Linked DNA regions of Mus musculus: regions 1, 2, 3, 4 and 6 are each linked to region 5. The links are chromatin contacts, called in public Hi-C and HiChIP or PLAC-seq maps. All regions are on one chromosome and are shown on one strand. The core of a region is the stretch at or near the end of the contact, and the rest is flanking DNA. Distances in the headings are between cores, read along the strand shown. Region 1 has its middle 70 kb from the start of Gm23096. Region 2 has its middle 60 kb from the start of Gm40042. Region 3 has its middle 42 kb from the start of Gm40042. Region 4 has its middle 120 kb from the start of Gm40042. Region 5 holds the start of Pcdh18 (protocadherin 18). Region 6 has its middle 130 kb from the start of Pcdh18.

Region 1 (3,286 bases), core at 354-2,853, 170 kb before region 5:
AGAGCCCAGTGGCTGATTAGGACATAAAAGTGGATGCCTTAGCAGACCCAAGGCTGGACCTTAAGGCTGAAGGTCCAAAAGATTCACAGAGAATCAGCAGCATCCACCCCATGTTGGAAGGCTGGAGAAGCTGTAGTTTGATGTTGGTGGAAGTAAGACAATCAGAGGACATGGTGGGACTTTGATGGAACGTCTTCATAAATTGCTACCACGGAAGCTTCTTCTGTGAATTTCCTCTATAAACCATAAACAGACATCCATAGATACGTGTCTCCTACATGATTTTATATTATTGCTTCCAGCTAAAAGTCAGACTCTTCACCATTTAATCAATATAAGAAGTTTCAGGACCAGCAGTCTCAACTAACTTGGACCCTGAGATCTCTCAAGCACTTGACCACCAACCAGGCAGTATACACCAGTTGATATGAGGCCCAAAACGCATATATAGCTGAGACTGCTGGGTCTGGATTCAGTCAGAGAACTTAACCCTCAAGAGACAGGGGACCCCAGGAACTTTAGAGGTCTGGTGAAGGTGGAGGGTGGGGACATACAAGTGGAGGCAGGGAGAAGGTATGGGATATAGAACAGTCGAGGGTGGACCAGGAGGGGAATAAACTCTGGAGTGTAAATAAATTAATAAATAAATAAAATAATTACCCATGTTTAAAAAAAAAAGTTTGAGGAACCAAAGGCATGTGTGTGTGTGTGTGTGTGTGTGTGTGTGTGTGTGTGTGTGTGTGTGTGTGTGTGTGTGTATGTGTGTGTGTGTGTGTGTGTTTTCAACATTCTTAGTGATCAGGGAAATGCAAATCAAAATAACACTGAGATTCACCTCACACTAATCAGAATGGCTAAGACGAAAAATTCAGGTGACAGCTGGTGAAGATATAGAGAAAGAGGAACACTTCTCCATTGCTGGTGAGATTGCAAGCTGGTGCAACCACTCTGAAAATAAGTCTGGCAGTTCTTCAGAAAATTGGACATAATAATTCCTGAGGACCCAGCTATACCACACCTGTGCATATACCCAAAAGATGTTCTAACACATAACAAGGACACATGCTCCATTATGTTGACTGCAGCCTTATTTATAATAGCCAGAACCTGGAAAGAACCCAGATGTCCTTCAACAGATTTATGGATACAGAAAATGTGGTATATTTACACAATGGAGTACTATGCAGCTACTAAAACAAAGACTTCATGATATTCTTAGGCAAATGGATGGATCTGGAGGATATCTTCCTGAGTGAGGTAACCCAGTCACAAGAGATCACACATGGTTTGCCCTCACTGATAAGTGGATATTAGTCCAAAAGCTCCAAATACTCAAGATACAGTTCACAGACCACATGAAGCTCAAGAAGAAGACAGACCAAAGTGTGAATGCTTCAGTCCTTCTTAGAAGGGGGAACAAAACACTCAAAGAAGGAAATATGGAAACAAAAGTATGGAAAAGAGACTGAAGGAAAGGCCATCCAGAGACTGCTCCCTCCCCTGGGGATCCATTCCATAAACAGTCACCAAACCCAGACACTATTGTGGATGCCAAGAAGTGCTCACTGGCAGGAGCCTGATACAGCTGTCTCCTGAGAGGCTCTGCCAGTGCCTGGCAAAAACAGATGTAGATGCTCACAGCCAACCATTAGACTGAGCACTGGGACCCCAATGGAGAAGTTAGGGAAAAAAACTGAAGGAGTTCAGGGAGTTTGCAACCCCAAAGGAAGAACAACAATATTAACCAACCAGACTCCCCCCCACCCCCCACCCCACTCCTCAGAGCTCCCAGGGTCTAAACCACCAACCAAAAAGTACACATGGAGGGACCCATGGCTCCAGCTGCATATGTAGCAAAGGATGGCCTTATCTGGCATCAACTGGAGGAGAGGCTCTTGGTCCTGTGAAGACTTGATACCTCAGTGTAGGGGAATGCCAGGGTAGTGAGGTGGGAGTGGGTAGGTGGGTAAGGGAGCATGCTCATAGAAGCAGGGGAAGGAAGGACGGGATGGGGGGTTGCAGAGGGGGAACTGGGGAAGGGGATAACATTTCGAATATAAATAAATAGAATATACAATAAAAAATCAATCAATCAAAAAGAAAAGAAAATCACACACATTTGGTTTCCATTGAAGATGAACAAGGTAAAGCTCCAAAGCAATAGAAACACAGTCATCATGCTTGCCCTAGAACTCACAACATGCTATGTATATTTTGGTTGGTGGAAACACATCTCATGGGATTCATAGAGATTAGGAGATGACTTTCTTGGCCATTCTCTCCTTTCCCCATGTGGGTCCTGATCCTTGATCCAGGGAAATGAACCCAGGTACTCAGGATTGTCAGCTGGTACCATCATGAACTGCATCATCTTCTCAACGTATATGTAGTTCTTAAAAGCTCAACATATGTGAACCATTTGGTATTATATCAAATAGTTGAATTGAGAAGTCATAAGTCCACAGAGACATAACATCTGGCTTATATGACTCTATACAAATGAAAGAAAAGTAATGTAAGATTTTAGTGATTGTAACCAAAATGACTGGCCAGTAGAGGTAACTAAGGGGATAATTTTGAGCAAGCCACAAACTGGAAGTTTGCAAACATTCAGAATAGTTTTCTATTAAAGTCTCTTAAAATAGATTTACATTTTTTGAGAAGTTTAAATGAGAATGCTTTCCATAGGGTTATATATTTGCATATATGGTCATTTGTCTGTAGACTGTTTGGAAAATGGTGGGAGGTTTGTTCTGATTGGAGGAGGTGTATTTCTGGGATGGGCCTTGACATCAGGCCCTACAGCAGGTACTTTCTGCCTGCCTGTCTGCCTGCAGATCAGATTGTAGGTCTCAAATACTGATCAGTTCCATGCTTGTCACCCTGCTTCCCTCTACGGTGACAATGGACTACCCTCTGGAATTGTGAGCAAGCCCTCAATTAACATTTTTATACAAGTTTTCTTTTTATTAGGGTCTCTTGCTGTGGTCATGGTGTCTTTTCACAGCAATAGAAGCGTGACTAAGACACATTTTCTACATAGTTCTTTAGTTATAGAGTCTTGAAAAGGGAAAGAATAATGGCTCTCATGATATTTCTCTGCACCAAGGTTTGTTCAGGTGGAGTTTCCTCTATTTCAATTCTTATATTCAAATATGAAAGCATGATAACACATATGCATAAAGATTATGTGACAAAACACACTCCTTTACCTGATATCCTGAAGATAAATTTGAAAAATTCTTCATTTCTGTGTCATTTGTAAGACACACATAGACAATACAAT
Region 2 (3,295 bases), core at 271-2,770, 210 kb after region 5:
GGGAAGCCTGCCCTTTTCTGAAGAGAAATGGAGGTGAAGTGGGTGGGCAAGCAGAGTGGAACTAGGGGGAAAGAAAGAAAGGGAAGCTGTGGTTGGAAGGAAGAGAGGAAAGAAGGAAGTAAGAGATGAACCAAGGAAGGAAGGAAGGGAAGAAGGAAGGGAGGGAGGGCAGAAGGAAGGAAGGGAGGAAGGAAGGAAGGGAGGGAGGGAGGAAGGAAGGAAGGAAGGAAGGAAGGAAGGAAGGAAGGAAGGAAGGAAGGAAGGAAGGAAGGAAAGAAGGAAGGAGAATACATGCATAAAACAAGACAAAAACCTTAACAAGTGGATCTTAACATTGGATCAAATGTTAATAGAAGGCATTTTCTTTATGGAAAATAATGATTAAAACATGGGAGACATAGTGTTGTTGCCTCCTTATAGCAAATCATATTGAAGTCTCAATGTAGAGTTCTGTGAACATGTTTCTTGTATTTCAAAATCAAGTGCTCTGAGGCTGTTTGAAAGCTGAAAAAAGCATTTCACACACATTGGCTTTTTTTGTTTGTTTGTTTGTTTTGTTTTGTTTTGTTTTGTTTTGTTGTGTTTTGTTTTTCAAGACAGGGTTTCTTTGTATAGCCCTGGTTGTCCTGGAACTCACTTTGTAGACCAGGCTGGCCTTGAACTCAGAAATCTGCCTGCCTCTGACTCCCAAGTGCTAGGATTAAAGGCGTGCACCACCACTGACAGGCTACACACATTGGCTTTCTAAGTCAGTTGCTTTTCATGGAGATACAGAATTCACTGAAGTACTCAGGAAAAAAGACTTCAGCGCAAGCATGCTGCTCAACTCATACAGGAAATTCCAAAAACACTTTTTCTCCTCCTTTCCCATCTTTTTAGATTCTTTAAATAAACTTTATAGATTATTCAGTGGTGGTTTTAATTTCCAGTTGCTTTCCCTTGAGAGAAGATAGACATCCAAGTGTTTTCAAACATGTGAGTGCAGAGGAAATAAGAATCAGGAGTTATTGAAATGAATAATCTGGGTCCCAGTGTACTAGTGTAGTTGCAAGCATTTGGTGGGAAGGACCCTGACAGATAGAACACTCACTCTGTTTGACATTCAAACAGACAGTCAGTATTTAAAGAGATGAGAGAAGAATTCTCTTTTTGTTGTTTTTGAAATGTAGATGCACAGAGAAAAGAGAAGTTAGGTAGGACTCAGGTTCTTAAATTTAAATCTGTGCATCTCAAAGCTGCTACAAAGAAGGCAGGTGTGAGACTCCCCTCTCACAAGTAAAGCACATAGGTGAAACACACTAGAACAAGAAATGACTATCTTGAATTCCAGACTCACTGAAGCCAATTTGACATGAATATCTCTCAGTCAGTCACTAATGACCTCCGGGTTAGGAATTGAGAAAACTACAGATATACAGAACAAAATTAAAACCCTTAATGACTTCCTGGAAGCTAAGATTGACACTAGCACCTGTGTTTTCTTCATAGGAGTTCCCTATCAGTAGACCTTGTGCATACAGGGACCACCCGCAACTTCATAAAACACTGTCTTACCCAGACTTCATACATAAAGGGAAAATCTTGGCTGCTCTGGGATTCATTTGATTTTCAAAGTAAAGCTTTTAAAAAAAAACAAAACTGTAGATTTTTCCTTCACAGACAGAATGTTTTTCCTCAACTCTCTGAGTAAGTTTTTGAATTTCCAGAATATTCTCAATGACTTAAAAGTAATGAAGAACAGATCTCTGTGCACTTTAAAAGTGTGTATTTTTTATAGTGTGGTTACTACACCTGTGAGCAATCAGACGTTTCCAGTTTCTTTTTTCAGCTTCTTAACTTTATCTGAAATATGCACATTCGCCAGATGCGTGGAGTGTTAGTTTGGTGGCAGAGTTATGAAAACGTAATGGTACTTTTCCCTCTGTCACTTTGAACTAACTCTACATTAGAGTTCCACAACAACTGTTGGGACTGGGTTTGTTATACTCAGAGAAAAATAGTGGCCTTAAAATATTTCCATATTTTCTTTGAGAAAAAAAAACAAAAATAAAAGAATGAAAATAAATAATTGCTTCTTGCTTACCCGGCTTTAATTGGTTGTATAAATCTTCCCACCATTCTTTGGTTATAGATAATTATTCCTGCTCAATGTTGACATGCTTTGTTTTCCCATTCTAAAGTTTCATGGGGAATTTACAAAACAGATCATTTTCAGAAACCATAGACAAATTTTCTCTAGATGTATTGAGTCAATAAAACAAAATTGGTGTGAACCTTTCAAAATGGTTTCCAGAAAGGAAAGAAGCTTCCATCTGTCACACATAGCCCTTTTCTTCATCACACCAAATTTCCCTGTATCACTTAATCAGCCAGCTAGAAACTTCAATTAGAGATGAAAAGTGGAGCAGATAATGAAGAACATGATTTACTTATTTGTGGCAGTAATGGCAATGAGAGATGACATCAAAGGTAGTTCAATGATATCTGAGAGTTAGTCCAACTAGATTGAAAAAGAAAGAAAGAAAGAAAGAAAGAAAGAAAGAAAGAAAGAAAGAAAGAAAGAAAGGAAGGAAGGAAGGAAGGAAGGAAGGAAGGAAGGAAGGAAGGAAGGAAGGAAGGAAGGAAGGAAGGAAGGAAGGAAGGAAGGAAGGAAGGAAGGAAGGAAGAAAGAAAGGCAGCCCAGTGACAGACTGGAACCCTGGAAGATCATCACACCAGGTTAACTTGTTAGATTCATGCTAGCTTGCCTGTCAATACATGGCAGTTAGAAGCATTTATTTCATCTTATAAGTCTGTACTATAGTTGTACATGTAAAAGTATTTGTAAGAAAGGATGTGGGTGGACATAGGTAGTGTTTCCTTCCAAAAAGAAACAAAGGGGAATGGATTAATGAAATCAGGTAAAATATTTTTAATACCCTTGTGAGGACCTACTCTTTTAAAGACCAAGAGTAAACTATCTGAGAAAGATGGGTTTCCACATCTTTAGATTTCAAAGGAATGCAAGAAGTAGGAATTCCCATCCTGACACTCACAGAGCTTCTAACGCACTTGAGGCCCAGCAACAGCTGTGGACGTACCATCGCTATGGTTCCATCCTCCCAATGCAGTACTGAACGACAGACTTACTTGAGGACATGGAGGTGTTTGACTGACAACCTGTATGTATGCATGGAGTGTGAGGACTGCAATGGGTGCAATGCTAGTTCTTACACTGGAAATCCACCCAGGACTGTGCAGAACAAGCTGGACGCTGTCCCCTTGAGAGTGAAGTCTGGAGCTTTGTTTGCCCTCA
Region 3 (3,552 bases), core at 652-3,151, 230 kb after region 5:
TTGCCCTGAGATTTCTAACTCTATATAGTAGATAGTAATGCCTGATTTCTTTCACTATCTCTCTTACAATACTAGAGTCAATTCTGAATGTCACTGAATAGGCAGCATTCTTACCGAATTCAAAGTCTGTGGTCTGCTCAAGGACTACCTAGGGCATTGGTGAAGGCCAGGAAGCAAAGTTCAATTTTGCTTAGGTATTTGGCAAGTCATTGCTTGGAGGCACCTATAATAAAACAATATAGAAAGAAAGCACACAGATCCATTCACAAGGACAAGTTTGGAACATTTGTTATATGGGATGTCATGGTTCCAGGAGACTAAGTTTCCATGAACTTTTCGCCTTAGAACTACGTCCAGGTTTCTAAACCTGTCAAGCAAGTCACTACTGGAGTGGATGTAGCAGCTGATAATGAACTAAACATCTAAAACTGTAAGCTAGCCCCAATTAAATATTTTCCTTTAGAAGAATTGTCTTGGTTATGGTGCCTCTTCACAGCCATGGAACACTGACTCACTCAATATGATCCCTTCCAACTCCACATATTTACCTACAAGGTTTATAACTTCATGTTTCTTTACAACAGAATAATATTCCATAGATGAATCTTTTTATTAGATATTTTCTTCATTTACATTTCAAATGCTATCCTGAAAGTACCCTATTCCCACCCTGCCCTGCTCCCCAACCCACCCACTCCTGCTTCCTGGCCCTGGCATTCCCCTGTACTGAGGCATAGAATTTTCACCAGACCAAGAGCCTCTCCTCCCATTGATGGTCTACTAGGCCATCCTCTTCTACATATGCAACTAGAGACATGAGCTCTGGGGGTACTGGTTAGTTCATATTGTTGTTCCCCCTATAGGGTTGCAGACTCCTTTAGCTCCTTGTGTAATTTCTCTAGCTCCTTCATTGGGGGCCCTGTGTTCCATCCAATAGCTGACTGTGAGCATCCACTTCTGTATTTGCCAGGCAAGGGCATAGCCTCACAAGAGACAGGTATATCAGGGTCCTGTCAGGAAAATCTTGCTGGCATATGCAATAATGTCTGGATTTGGTGGTTGTTTATGGGATGGATTCCCGGGTGGAGCAGTCCTTGCATCCATCTCAGCTCTGAACTTTGTCCCTGTAACTCCTTCCATGGGTACTTTGTTCCCCATTCTGAGAGTGTGTATGAATCTTAATTTGAATATCCCAGCCATCGGTTCAGGGCCATTTAGGTTTTCTCCACTTTGTAAATCCTGTGGAGCAATGGACAACACTGATCAACTATCTGTTGAGTATGATGCCCTTTGAAAATATTTGAAAGTTACTTGCAATTTCTCCTTAGGATATTGAAGAGTTAAGTATAATTTTGTGAATGGTAATTAATACAAAAAGTGCTCTTTCAGCTTCATTTCTCATCTGTGAAGCAGAAATAACTAGCCTTTGTGCCACTTAAAGGCCAAGTTAATTAACATACAAGGAAGCTGTTTGTGTTAAAATGCAATATGTTGCTTAATTGACTGCCATACTTTTTAAATTGCTGAGTCATCAACTTCATTTTTGGTTTGACATAAAACAAAGTCTTCCTTTGGCTGCCTACTACGTAACTCAGTGGTGATAAATAACAGGAAAATGGGTGGAAAACACAAGGAAGCCTGGTAGCAATGCTAGTATGCATAGAACTGAGCCCAAGTCCTTCCAACTAAACCAAAACATATTCTTTGCCAACATTGAATCCCATGTAAGTTTATAACAATCCTGGAAATGACTGAATTGTACAAACCCACCCAGATGAGTGAAGCAGGTGTCTGGCAAGGGAAGAGATGAAAATTGTTTATACTCATCTCTCCCATAAAGAGGAAGAAGACATAATAGGCAGGCCAGTTCCAAGGAGCGCTCTATGCCAACCTTGTACAGCAGATGGGATTCAGCGAAACATCTCTGTGACTAAGAATGAAAAGCAGTTGCATGAGTCACAAATAAACACATAAATACCTCTTCATTTTCTCTCAATCACGTGATATGTTTCTCAGATTTTGAGATCATCAAAATGTGTAACAACCTCTGGCCTACATTAACAGGAAACAATGTTAGGGAACTTGGAGTTAGCTCTGAAAAATCTGCACTTCTGAGTAAGTGGGCAACAAACTGGATGAGCCTGTTTTTATGCACAAACATAGTAAAATGTCTTTGAGATATTTACATAAAGATCATAGTTTGCAAGTGGATGCATGCTTGTAGAAAAGAAACAACTGACATTTGTCAAAGAGATGTAAATATGAGTTTTGTGATAGCTTATCTTGCTTGCCAACTTGACACACCTTTTGTAGAGGAACTGCCTCCAAAGGCTGACCTCTGGATATGTCTGTAAGGTTATTTTCTTGATTGCTAATTGATGTAGGAGAGCCCATCCCATCATAGGCAGTGCCACCCCTGGGCACATGGGCCTGGACATGTAAAAAAACCATATGTAAAATTAAAGCACAATCTTAGATATGTAACATCCAGACCCTTTAAATGTCATCCTGGTAAGAAACTTAAAGCAAATTTTCAACTCTTCTTTGATTCTAATTTTTCAAATAGACTTTATTTGTAGAGTTGTTTATGTCCTCATTAACATAGAAAAAGAGACAGATGACTCCCACATGACCCCTGTCCCAGCTATGCATAGCCTTCAGCAGTGGCAACAGAACAAATTGAAGTGGTACATTCATTTGGTAAATTTTATAAGCTTACATTGACTATAAAGAATTACTGACCAAAGAGAATAGTTTGTATTTAGGTTCACTCATGGTCCTGTACATTCATCAGTTAAGGTCTGCTAAACACAGGAACACAAGGGGCCATAAGTACAGGTTCAGACGCACTAGCTACGATGCTTTAAAAACACTTAAGCTTGCCTGTCATCCTTCTCTCCCACTCACCTCCCTCAACAGCTCATCTTATATAATTACACCAGAGTTTTGCTCGTCCAGAATTCCATGTGGTTGCAATCATTCACATACAGACTCTTCTAACTCAGTGATCTCATTTATTAATATGCATTTGAAGTCCCCATATCTTTTCTTGTCTTGATAGCTTATTCCCAGTTCAGTTTGAAAAACATTCCACTGTCTTAATGTATCAAAATGTATTTGTATCATGGACCAGTTGGTTGAAAATATTTGCAATTATAAAGCACACTACTATAAATATCTACATGTACACTTAGGTTTGAATATGTTTTCAGCTCCTTTGGGTAAATACCAAGGACCTAAATTGCTAAATTATACAGTAAGGTCATATTTCATTCATGAAAGCAACACCAACTGTCTCCCAAAGTATATCTACTATTTTGCATCCCTGCCAGCCATAAATGGCAATCCCTACTGTTTCACACACTTACTAATATTTACTGCTGTTGTAAGTCTTCCAGATATTGGCCATTCTAATGTATGTATAATGGTGTTTCATTGTCGGTTGTACTTGTTGCTGTAATTGTTGTTGTTGTTTTGTTCCTTAATTGGACTTTGGGTGTATTTATTTAAATATCACATACTTTTACATTTCTTTTTACTTATTCTCTCATA
Region 4 (3,232 bases), core at 637-3,136, 150 kb after region 5:
TGTGGTCAGGACGCAAAATTAGTTAATTTAAAACATATTGGGCTCAGCTGGTTGTGGTGGCACACACCTTTAATCTCAGCACTGGGGAACAGAGGCAGGCAGATCTTCCTGGAGAGTTCTAGGACATCTGGGGCTATGGAAACAAACCCTGTCTCAAAAGAAAAAGAGAGGGTGTCCAGTCTTGGAGTTTTTCATCTTCTTTCAATAATCCATGGTCAATAGAGTTTACTGGACTCATCTGGTTTACCTTGAAACTTTGACAGTCTAATGTTCTTCCCTGTCTCTAGTTAAGTTCTCATGGCTGCAGGATGGGTAGATTTGATGTGACTCTTTCCTAATCCTTTCTCATGGAGCTACTTTCTCAAATACTGGTGGGGAAAATCCAGGAACTCCAGAATCTCGACTTTTTCTCAGTGCTTGCAGTCCCCTAACACCTACCTAACAAACTCAGAGATCCAACTCGTCCTTAGCAAGATCAGCATGGAGACATGGTCACTCAGTCTGGATAGCAGCCTACAATCTGCAGTTTCTTAAGACTGCCTCTGCATTCCCAGCAACCAACAGAGCCAATGGCTTGAGCTATGGTTAATCATGATTATCAAGTGATAAGATTCAGAATTATTTTGGAAGCAAAGCACTGGGCGTAGCGGTGCTGGGTTTTCTAGATTAGGATGAGGAGGGAAGGGAGGATCTACATGAAGTGTGTGGGGAGCACCATTGCATGGAATGAACTACTGTTCTAAATAAAAAGGAGAAAGAGTTGAGAATCTACCTTCATCACAGAATCTCTGGTAGTGACCATAATGTGAGCAACTAACCACACTCTTTGGCCTCCCTTATGCAACTGTGCTCTTGAACTGTGAACCAGCATAACTCTTCCTTTCTTAACCTGCTCTTGTCACATATTAACAGTAATTACAGAAGTAGCTGATATAGCAAGCAATGCTTGAACTTCCAAGTTCAATCCCTAACACCCCTTGAAAAGGAGCCCCAAGAGTGTGATGTTCACAAACAGCTTTTCCTTTAGCCACAGTCTCTACGGAAACACACAGTTCTATTACATCTTTCTTCCCACCAATTCTATGACCAGTGTGTGCATCTCAGATGCATATCTTAGACTGTTTAGGACGGAAAAACGGGTGGTGGAACACAGCAGCGTTTGCCCCAGTCTTCCCCACTTTCCCGATGTGCTCTCCCACATTTTATTCCTCTGTTCTTCTATTAGACAACATGCCAATGAGCAGGATTCTAGGACTACGACAGAAGCCTTAACTTTTTGGAAACCTCCTCCCCACCCCCACCACATCCCTGCAAAGTACTTGGCTTGGGTAAAACAAAGAAAGTCAGTTTCCAGCAACATTTGGATGTTTGTGTTAGCCAGCCTTACAAGAATCTAGGACATTTTTGCTTTCACCCGTGAAGGCTGAGGTTCAGAGACTGACAAAAAAGCTTTGTGTTTTTCTTTATCTATCATAACCTATAAAGTTCCCAAGACTTTATGTAAGACAATTTGTAGCCCTTGGCATCTTAGCATTTTTACAGTGTAGAAAGGCAGTGCTCTGTGTGGCTGGCAGGACAATAGGTTCTGAAGCTCAGCAGGCATGCCGATGTATAATAATGTCAAAGGACCAAACAGCCATAGCTTCTAACCCTTTGTGTTTACAGTGATGATTTCAGGCAGTTGCGGTACTCGAGTTTTCAATCTCTCTTTTAAAAGTTCACTCTTGAAGTTTGATTCCCAAGGGAGAAAATACACTTCGTACATCTCATAGAGGGGCAGCATCAGTTTTTTTTTTTTTTTTCACTTCCTTCTCCTTGTTTGTCTTAGCTGCTGCACACTCAGAACTGCCTGAGAGCCTTGGGAGCTTTAGGGAGGTTAACTATTGGGTTTCATCTCTGCCTCACAGAAAGCATCTGAAAATAATCAAGATACAGAGAGAAGCTTGGAATGGGGGCGGGAAAGCCTTCAGGATTTGATTTAGAGGAACTTCCACTGTGAGCCACATTTCTTTGTTTACATGCATTCCTGCTCAGAAGGCCAACTTCCTGTCGTAAAGCTGCGTACAGAATTCGAGTATTCAGAAAACAACATGGCTCAATCCATCAGAACTCTGGAAGGGGACTTCGAATAACGAATAACTATTACTCTCAAAGGGCATGTTATAAAACCCAGCACCTCATCCGCGATTCTCGCCATTCATGTGCTTTCAGAGACATGAGTCTCTGCTGCTTCCACAGAACAGGAAATCAGAGCTTCTTACTCACAGAGAAAATGGCTAGTATAGACTTTGCCTGGAGACACAAAGGGGTATAGTAGAAATTCAGAAAAGAAACAGGAACTTTCTTAATGTGATAAAACCAAGAGAAGACACTATGAATGTAGTTCAGCCCCTGGAGTGCAGTGACCAATCACTCAGAATGTAGATGGCCCCTCCCCCCCCCCTAGTTCACTGCTCTTCTGTCAATTATCTTCTATTGATTAGGAATTCCACATCACTCACTTCCTTTTGAAAGTATTGCTCAGATTTTTCGGACTTAGCCCACATTCATAATTCCTCCACAAATATCAGTTAGTCTTCTGTGGCAATACCCGTTTTCATGACATACTCTAAAGATGCTGCTGTAGCCTCCATTTCTAGCTCTCTGCTCCTCACAGTGTACCTCACAGCATTCAGCTTCAAGTTTCCAGGTCTATGTAACTAAACTAAGCTTAAAGAAAGACAAAACTACCACTCAGAGGTCCCTCTTTGCAAGGTCACCGCCATTGTTATTAAGTCAAAATCAGGGGCAGTTTCAGCATCCCCTTATTCTCTGTCTGTTGTCAGTGGGCCCCTCATATCACCTCACCCTTCTTGAAAGCCTGATTTGGTGGCCATTACTGAGCCTGTGGAGTTATCTTCAGGGTCACTTCTTTCTCCATCTGGGATTAAATCTTGATGCTTTGCAGTATACCATTACCAAATGTACCTCTTTCCACATGCTCTCGTTGTTTGTTATAGCCTTGGCTGCACAAGAAATACTGATGAATCCCCAAACGACATTTCTATGTTTCTTGTTCATGTTTTGTATTAATTCAGGGACCCAGTCCTACCCATCCTAAGTATAATTCATATAATCCACTAGTCTTATGATTTATCACTGTTGCTAATCTTAAGAACAACATGCTAAGAATGTAGATCGCCCTATATGTAAGTCTTGGTTCTGCCTTCTCTTGCCTGCACAATCAGGGGAG
Region 5 (3,243 bases), core at 355-2,854:
GAACCCTGACGATAGCAACGAATGTATCAATGGGATCCCCTTCAAAGACATAAGATACTTCTTCTTTTCCAGGGGACATGAGATTTATGCTAATTTCAGGTTTATTGTCATTGACATCCACAACCTTAATTATAATTTTGCAATGAGCAGGAATGGAATTGGGACCCAAATCTTGGGCTTGAACGTCTATCTCATAGGACTTGGTGATTTCATAATCCACTGGCTTGAAAAGAGTCAAGTGGCCTTTTTCTGAGTCGATCTTAAAAGTCTCTATAATTTTGGGAGACACATGACTGCTGAAAGAATACACAATTCTCCCATTAGCGCCCTCATCTGGATCGGTGGCATTTAGATCAAGGAGCAAGGTTCCAACTGGGGAGTTTTCTAAGAGTTGTATTGTGTAAGAAGGCTGCTCAAAGGCCGGGCTGTTGTCGTTGGAATCCGAAATGCTGATTTTCAGGATGGAGGAGCCAGACCTCTGAGGCACTCCCATGTCGGAGGCGGTGAGCTGAAGCTCGTAGCTAGCCTTCAGCTCCCGATCCAACTCTTTCACCACTATGAGTTCAGCGTACTTGGCCCCGTCTGTCCTGGTTCGCACTTCGATATTAAAATAATCATTAGCAGAGAGCGAGTAGGTGTGGAGGGAATTTTCCCCAACATCTGGGTCGAACGCACTGTCCAGGGGGATACGAGTCCCAACTGCTGCGCTCTCCGATATCTCAATGGGAATGACGGGTCTCGAGAATTGGGGGGAATTGTCATTAATGTCCAGCACGTCCACTTCAATGTGGAACAGCTGCAGATGCTCGGTCGGCAGAGTGAGCACATCAAACTCTATCGAACAGTTCAAGTTTTTTTGGCATAGTTGCTCGCGGTCAATTTTAGCCCCTATGCTGATTTCTCCGGTATTCTCATTTACGACCAGGAGAGGAGAATTCCCCCGTGGCATGGCTCGAAAACGAACAGCAGAAGGATTTGGTAGCTTCAATAAAACATCAGCCACATCTTCTGATAGTCTAGCAATTACCGATCCGACCCTCTGCTCCTCATAAATCCTGTATTTCAGATTCTTAGCCAGGACATCGTGGCTGAAAAACGCCATCAGAAGTGCAAGTGCAAATCTAAAGTGCATTTTAGTATTCATTTGGTGCATTGGTCAGTTGCTAGATTCCCTTCTCAGGGCGAGTTAGAAGAGCCCAGCAATCCCTTCAACTTCCTCCCAGCCACTCAGAGCTCTAAGCCACATCGGGTCTCAGAGTCTTGAAAGCGACTCTTAATCACACAGCAATTAAACAGCTCGCAAACTTCAGTTTTCATACACACCGTTTGGCGACTTCCAGATAGGAGCGTGAAGTCCCTTCCTGGTAGGGGTGGCCGCTGGTCCTCCTGGCTGGGAGCAGCGTGTCACCTCGGCCTGGCTCCCCGCGTGGACTCCGTCCCCATCTATTGCAGGGTGCTGGCGGAGTCTGCAGTCTGTGTTTCCCGGGCGATTCTTGATTTTCCCCCCTTTCCTTTTCTCTGCTCCGCTGCAGACTAAACACCGGTGATTGCTGACTCCAGTCTGAAAATCTCTACAACTTCACTTCAACTCAGACAAAGCTCTTTGCCTGGCGTGTGTTGAATCGCTTCCAGCCAATCAGCGAGCTTCCAAATCCGAAGCTGCTGGAGTCACCGGAGCGAGGGAGGGCGCGCGTGGAGGGTGGGAGCGGGAGGGTGGCGGGCGCGGGTTGGGGACCCGCTAGGGGCGCGGGAGCGCGGCCGGGGGTGGGGTTCAGCCCTCCCGCCCCTCCTCCATCTCCATCCACTTTCTCCAAGCGTGCCGCGACAAAGGGGAGACAAATTACAGCAGGAGAGCGGTGTGGGGGTGGGGAGACCGGGAGGGAAGGAAAAAGAAAGGAAGAAAAAAACTTTAAATCAACTTCTGGTCGCCTGTATTTATATATGGCACATTAAATAGTTCTTGTTTTCTTAATTGATCTTTTCTTCTGCTACAAACATGTAATCATCTTGCTTTTTTCAGGGTTCCTTAACTGCTGGTTTCACTTAAAATACCTCCAAGTGAATTTTGTCGGTGGAGGAATTTAATAAAATGGGGAAACTTGCTTCTAATTATGCACACACCCCCTCCCCCTCGGCGGGTCTTTTCTCCTCCAAGGAGCAGCAAGCCGATTTTCTTGGAGCTCTGTTTTAAAGAACAGCCCAAGTGGAGAGGTTTCATTTTCTGCTTTCTTTCATCTTTACTCTTTGAAGATAAGAAAGGGGCCTATCTTGCACTCCCGATTTCTCTTAATTAGCAAGATTTAAAGGAACACCTCAGAGTTTGGAACTAATTAGCAAAAAAATTCTACCTTATTTCAGCCCTTTCTTTAGCTTGAGCAAAATTGTTCCATATATATATATATATATATATATATATATATAGCCTTGCACTTAAAAAAATCCTATTTATTTTGGGCAAAATTGATAGCTTGGGTAAAATTGGTAGCCTTCGCCTAGCGAATTCTTCCAATAGAGTACTATCTACCCATAGTGAGTTTTCACAATGAGTTCTGAGGAGACATGGACTCAATAGTTTACAAGTCAAATTTTTATAATACATACATTATTTATGAAAACAGTTTCCAGATATGTATTTTAAAAACCCAAAGGTTGTTTACACTGAGAAATAAAATGCCTGAGCTGAAAATTGCATTTTGTGTGCATCAGAGTGCTGGAAATATCTCAGGAGGTTGGTGCTGTATCCAGGTCACGGGGTTGATATGGTATTCTTATTGGGAAATATGATTATTTATGATGCTCCTTCTGCTCTGCGGCTCCTTTTAAGTTTATCACTCTGGCTCCATTCTTGCTCACCCTCCCCACCCCCCCTTTGCATTATCCCTCAGCTGTCTTCAGCTACTTGCAAATTCTGTGCTTCACAGAATCTCCATGTAACTTATTTGACATTTATTTTTCTCCTATTTTGCCCCCCAGAAACACATTTTTTTAAAAAGTAATTTTCTGATTTTTCCACTTTGCTTACTCTCAGCAGAACTCAGCTATAGTCACAGAGAAGGTACTCCCCCAAGAAGAAACCAGAGAAGAGCCCCAATACAAACTCTCCTTCATTCTAAGCATTCAAAAACATTTTATGAGCCATTGTCTCACCCCCATTCCCACCCCCAGAAACCAGTGCTGTGTGTCAAATTGTGCAGACTAGGATGTCTGCTATGAATGTGTTTAGTGCTATGTCACTCTGATGAA
Region 6 (3,369 bases), core at 453-2,952, 130 kb after region 5:
GTACAAGCTTGCAATCCCACCAACAATGGAGGAGTGTTCCTCTTTCTCCACATCCTCATCAGCATCTGCTGTCACCTGAATTTTTGATCTTAGCCATTCTGACTGGTGTGAGATTGAATCTCAGGGTTGTTTTGATTTGCATTTCCCTGATTAAGGATGCTGAACATTTTTTCAGGTGCTTCTCAGCCATTCGGTATTCCTCAGGTGAGAATTCTTTGTTTAGCTCTGAGCCCCATTTTTAATGGGGTTATTTGATTTTTTTGGAGTCCACCTTCTTGAGTTCTTTATATAATTTTTTAAAAAGGGAAAAAAAAACAAAGAAAACATAGCAGCTCTTGGTAGAGTTGGGCTTGTTTCTAAGATGTCTATGTCATCTTATGTCTCAGCAGTCACAGGACAGCAGCAACAACTTTTATATGTGGGAACTGTGTGGTTTTTCTATCGTCCTAGAACATAAGGACAGAGTCTTGTTCAATAGTCTTGGCAGGTGCTTTCTTTGGCTTTTAGGAATATGACTTCATTTGATGGATATATTTTTAGTTCCCCCTGGGAAGTTGCAAAGTGGAATTACTTTCTTGTCTTCCTATTTGTTATTTTTATGGCAGGTCCTTAGCTATAGATACATGTTTGCCTGGGATAAATAGCCCTGCCAGAGTAGCATGACATTATGCAGTTAGCACTGAGAGTTTTTTCTTTTTTAGCACTGATCTTTGTATGGTCTGAAAAGAATTCATGGAAACATAAAAACCACATTATGAAAATAATCTCACAAAAATTAAAATTTTGTTGTTAATCTAGAATTGTACAATTTCCACTACATACTTTCTGTGTGTGTGTGTAACATTCAGGAGTCTAGTTGGGAAGTAAATATGTTTAAATAAATGATATGTAATATATAAAAATCTCAAAAATAATTTTAAAGTATTGTATTAAAACTAATAGCGAAAAAAATCTCTGAACAATAAAAAGTATAAGCAAATTTAAAACAATATAAAAGTTTAGCATAGAATATGCTTATTAAAGGTTTAAATTGTAATATCAATTTTCTACCTGTGGAAAGCAATTAAATTACTGTTTCTTATATCCTAATATTTAACTAGACTATAAGACTGGTTTGATATTCTGTTCACATCAGGTCATTTATTTACATGTTACACATCACTTAATACCCCATTCCAGACATCAAACTTTAAAGCAACAGGAATGCAGATTTTTATCTTTGAAAATGTTTTCTGTCACTGTAGTGTAAATGAATAAAAGTGGGTAGATCCTTAGACAGTTGCCTTCATAGAGCGTAAGAGAAATGACAGCATCATGACAGAAATGCATGATGAGTCCTTTGCCCCTCAACTTACAGCTCTCCTGTGTATTGCAGACTTCTGGGGGGTTGTTGTTGTTGCTGCTGCTGTTGTTTTTGTTTTGTTTTGAGATATCAGCTGCTTGGTCGAATTTAAAAGTATGTTGCAAGAACAATGCCATCGTATTCATATCTCGAAGGCTGTAACTCATTGGATACCAAGTGGCTGGAAAGAATAGCCACGGTAAGATCAAGCTGTCTGAGTGGGAGAGGAATTATAACACCCTCTAATGTGATTAAGGACGTGACAAAACAAAACAAAACACCATCCCACCAGAGCCAGACTGAGGCTGCCAGCTTGTGGAGACAACCTAACAGTGGGGCTATTCATAGGACTGTGGGCATGACAAGATTCTGCCTAGACCACGGGGGCACATTTTCCAAGGAGGCCTCACAGATTCTTTATGTAGTAATAGGATTTGTGGGCATTGCCTCTCGTGCATGAAAAATTCACATTCATGTGACTGATTTTCCATGCCACAGTGACTTAATGGGACAGACAACGCAGAAAGGTGCAAATGTTCTGGCTACTTTCTCTGCTCTTTCTTTCCTTTATCACTGGATGATGAATGAAGATGAATGGAAAACTTACCTTGAAGAATTTAAAATGACGGCATGATACAAAGTGAAGTTAAACTATTATAACTCATTGATATCTGGTGAAAATAAGAAACTAAATATAAAAAAAATCCAACTCTCTCCCTGGAACATAAATCCAACTCTGAAGGCTTTCTTCAATCTGATGTAACTGGCTCCTTTAAAAGAGCCTCCGTTTTAATAATTGAACTGTGGCTGAGGCTCTCTGGGCAGAATTGTACAATTTTGCTTTTCCGAGAGATGCTGGAAGCAGGTTATAAAATATGCATGCTTTACTTTTTTGTCTCTGAATTAGTGGGTAAAGATTTCTTAATTTTATGGCCATAGGCTTCTTCATTTCCGTTCCTCTTGTCTCAGACTGTGGCAAAAGTTTTATCCAGTGACATGAATTCTGTCCTCCCATTTTGCTCACATTAAGTTGAGTTTTGGCCAAGTATTATGTTAGATGGAATCACTGCTGGGGATTCTGTGGGTGTTACTGGGAATTACTTGGATGGAAAAACAATATGTTGGCTCAGTGCAAGCTGAGAAAGCACTGCTGCAGAGGCACGAGGGAGTACTTAGCAGTTATGTGGCAGTGGCTGGAAGACTTTCTGCAGCATTTCCAACCAAAATATCTCCACTCAGAGCTTTGTTCCTTTCCATTGGTGACACTTAGGTTCCCAGATTCTAAATGGCTATCTTAGTTGAGCTATTTTTTTTTCTTATGTAGCACTTGCTTAATCCATTAATTTTGAGCACTTTAAAACTTGATAGTTCAGCATAAAAGATAAAAGTTAAAGGCTAATGATAAAAAGCATGATAAGAAAAATCAAAAAGAACTTTGGTTAATAATAAAATGGAATCTGTCCTTTCTCTATTTTTCACTAGTTTTATTTTTACTTCTGTCAATGCTCAAATGCTTAACATAAAAGGGCCATCTATCTGTGTGTTCTCCCTCTATTCATACCAGTGATGTTCAAGTCCTTTGCTCTCTAAGCCTCTTTACTCTCAGTGCTTGTTTCTTAGTCTGTTAGTCTAATGGGGCATCCTGTTTGTAGTTTGTGATCGAATCTCCATTACTATTTTATAAAGTTTCAAAGACAAACAAGTTTTCCTTTTGGAGGCAAAAGACAATTGTTCTTCCTTAGACTCATGTTTAGACTCAAATTGTCTGACCCTAAGAAACCCAACAATGTCAGACAACCTAGGCAGTTGGTCATTCTATGAAGATAGTGGAAGAGCTGAGTATCTATCCTGCAGCTAATGCAAAAATGAATAGTCGTTCTACATTCAAACTCATTATTGTAAGGAAGAAGAAAGATCAGTTCCCCTGTGTATCTTGTTGTATACCTATCCCTACTTCTAAAAGTCGAGTAAAAGGTAGATAGTGGAGCATTATCTAGATTCACAGGAGTCTCTGCCAGTTTCAAACA

The links. A called contact is a pair of places that touch in the nucleus more often than the background predicts. HiChIP or PLAC-seq counts read pairs in DNA pulled down with a chosen protein or histone mark.
Region 1: a Hi-C map of muscle stem cells shows a contact between it and region 5, with 2.4 times the contacts expected there. The contact joins the enhancer-like site here to the promoter of Pcdh18 in region 5. A contact is called at or near these places in 1 of 39 promoter capture datasets (maxillary cranial neural crest), 4 of 484 Hi-C or Micro-C datasets (cranial neural crest, muscle stem cells, stem cell-derived neural progenitor cells and 1 more) and 1 of 115 datasets of contacts at active chromatin or transcription factors (embryonic limb bud).
Region 2: a contact with region 5 is called in an H3K4me3 HiChIP or PLAC-seq map of embryonic limb bud, with 3 times the contacts expected there. The contact joins the enhancer-like site here to the promoter of Pcdh18 in region 5. A contact is called at or near these places in 3 of 39 promoter capture datasets (cranial neural crest, maxillary cranial neural crest and second pharyngeal arch cranial neural crest), 1 of 484 Hi-C or Micro-C datasets (nephron progenitors), 4 of 115 datasets of contacts at active chromatin or transcription factors (the NIH/3T3 cell line, craniofacial prominence, embryonic hindbrain and 1 more) and 1 of 9 other capture datasets (adipose tissue).
Region 3: a Hi-C map of muscle stem cells shows a contact between it and region 5, with 3 times the contacts expected there. The contact joins the enhancer-like site here to the promoter of Pcdh18 in region 5. A contact is called at or near these places in 3 of 39 promoter capture datasets (the 3T3-L1 cell line and maxillary cranial neural crest), 4 of 484 Hi-C or Micro-C datasets (epidermal suprabasal cells, muscle stem cells, nephron progenitors and 1 more) and 4 of 115 datasets of contacts at active chromatin or transcription factors (the NIH/3T3 cell line, craniofacial prominence, embryonic limb bud and 1 more).
Region 4: a contact with region 5 is called in an H3K4me3 HiChIP or PLAC-seq map of craniofacial prominence, with 5 times the contacts expected there. The contact joins the enhancer-like site here to the promoter of Pcdh18 in region 5. A contact is called at or near these places in 6 of 39 promoter capture datasets (the 3T3-L1 cell line, cranial neural crest, frontonasal cranial neural crest and 2 more), 6 of 484 Hi-C or Micro-C datasets (the 3T3-L1 cell line, embryonic fibroblasts, nephron progenitors and 1 more), 4 of 115 datasets of contacts at active chromatin or transcription factors (craniofacial prominence, embryonic limb bud, embryonic midbrain and 1 more) and 1 of 9 other capture datasets (adipose tissue).
Region 6: a contact with region 5 is called in an H3K4me3 HiChIP or PLAC-seq map of embryonic midbrain, with 4 times the contacts expected there. The contact joins the enhancer-like site here to the promoter of Pcdh18 in region 5. A contact is called at or near these places in 4 of 39 promoter capture datasets (the 3T3-L1 cell line, cranial neural crest, frontonasal cranial neural crest and 1 more), 8 of 115 datasets of contacts at active chromatin or transcription factors (astrocytes, craniofacial prominence, embryonic hindbrain and 5 more) and 1 of 9 other capture datasets (adipose tissue).

The regions. Positions count from the first base shown.
Region 1 is chr3:49,587,573-49,590,858 of GRCm38.p6, forward strand. No RefSeq gene overlaps it. Among named protein-coding and RNA genes, the nearest start is that of Gm23096, 70 kb to the right of the region's middle. Within about 2 kb of position 1,604, at least 1 of the 459 cell types and tissues checked has an H3K27ac peak or open chromatin away from gene starts, as enhancers often do. A contact at or near this core is called in muscle stem cells, where this site is marked.
Region 2 is chr3:49,964,216-49,967,510 of GRCm38.p6, forward strand. No RefSeq gene overlaps it. Among named protein-coding and RNA genes, the nearest start is that of Gm40042, 60 kb to the right of the region's middle. Within about 2 kb of position 1,521, at least 3 of the 459 cell types and tissues checked have an H3K27ac peak or open chromatin away from gene starts, as enhancers often do.
Region 3 is chr3:49,982,085-49,985,636 of GRCm38.p6, forward strand. No RefSeq gene overlaps it. Among named protein-coding and RNA genes, the nearest start is that of Gm40042, 42 kb to the right of the region's middle. Within about 2 kb of position 1,902, at least 8 of the 459 cell types and tissues checked have an H3K27ac peak or open chromatin away from gene starts, as enhancers often do. A contact at or near this core is called in the NIH/3T3 cell line and muscle stem cells, where this site is marked.
Region 4 is chr3:49,907,190-49,910,421 of GRCm38.p6, forward strand. No RefSeq gene overlaps it. Among named protein-coding and RNA genes, the nearest start is that of Gm40042, 120 kb to the right of the region's middle. Within about 2 kb of position 1,887, at least 60 of the 459 cell types and tissues checked have an H3K27ac peak or open chromatin away from gene starts, as enhancers often do. A contact at or near this core is called in adipose tissue, craniofacial prominence, embryonic fibroblasts and 5 more, where this site is marked.
Region 5 is chr3:49,755,712-49,758,954 of GRCm38.p6, forward strand. It overlaps Pcdh18 (protocadherin 18), which reads right to left and starts at 1,605. Exons shown (of 4, transcript NM_130448.3): 1 at 1-1,605. The coding sequence starts at 1,153.
Region 6 is chr3:49,885,094-49,888,462 of GRCm38.p6, forward strand. No RefSeq gene overlaps it. Among named protein-coding and RNA genes, the nearest start is that of Pcdh18, 130 kb to the left of the region's middle. Within about 2 kb of position 1,703, at least 8 of the 459 cell types and tissues checked have an H3K27ac peak or open chromatin away from gene starts, as enhancers often do.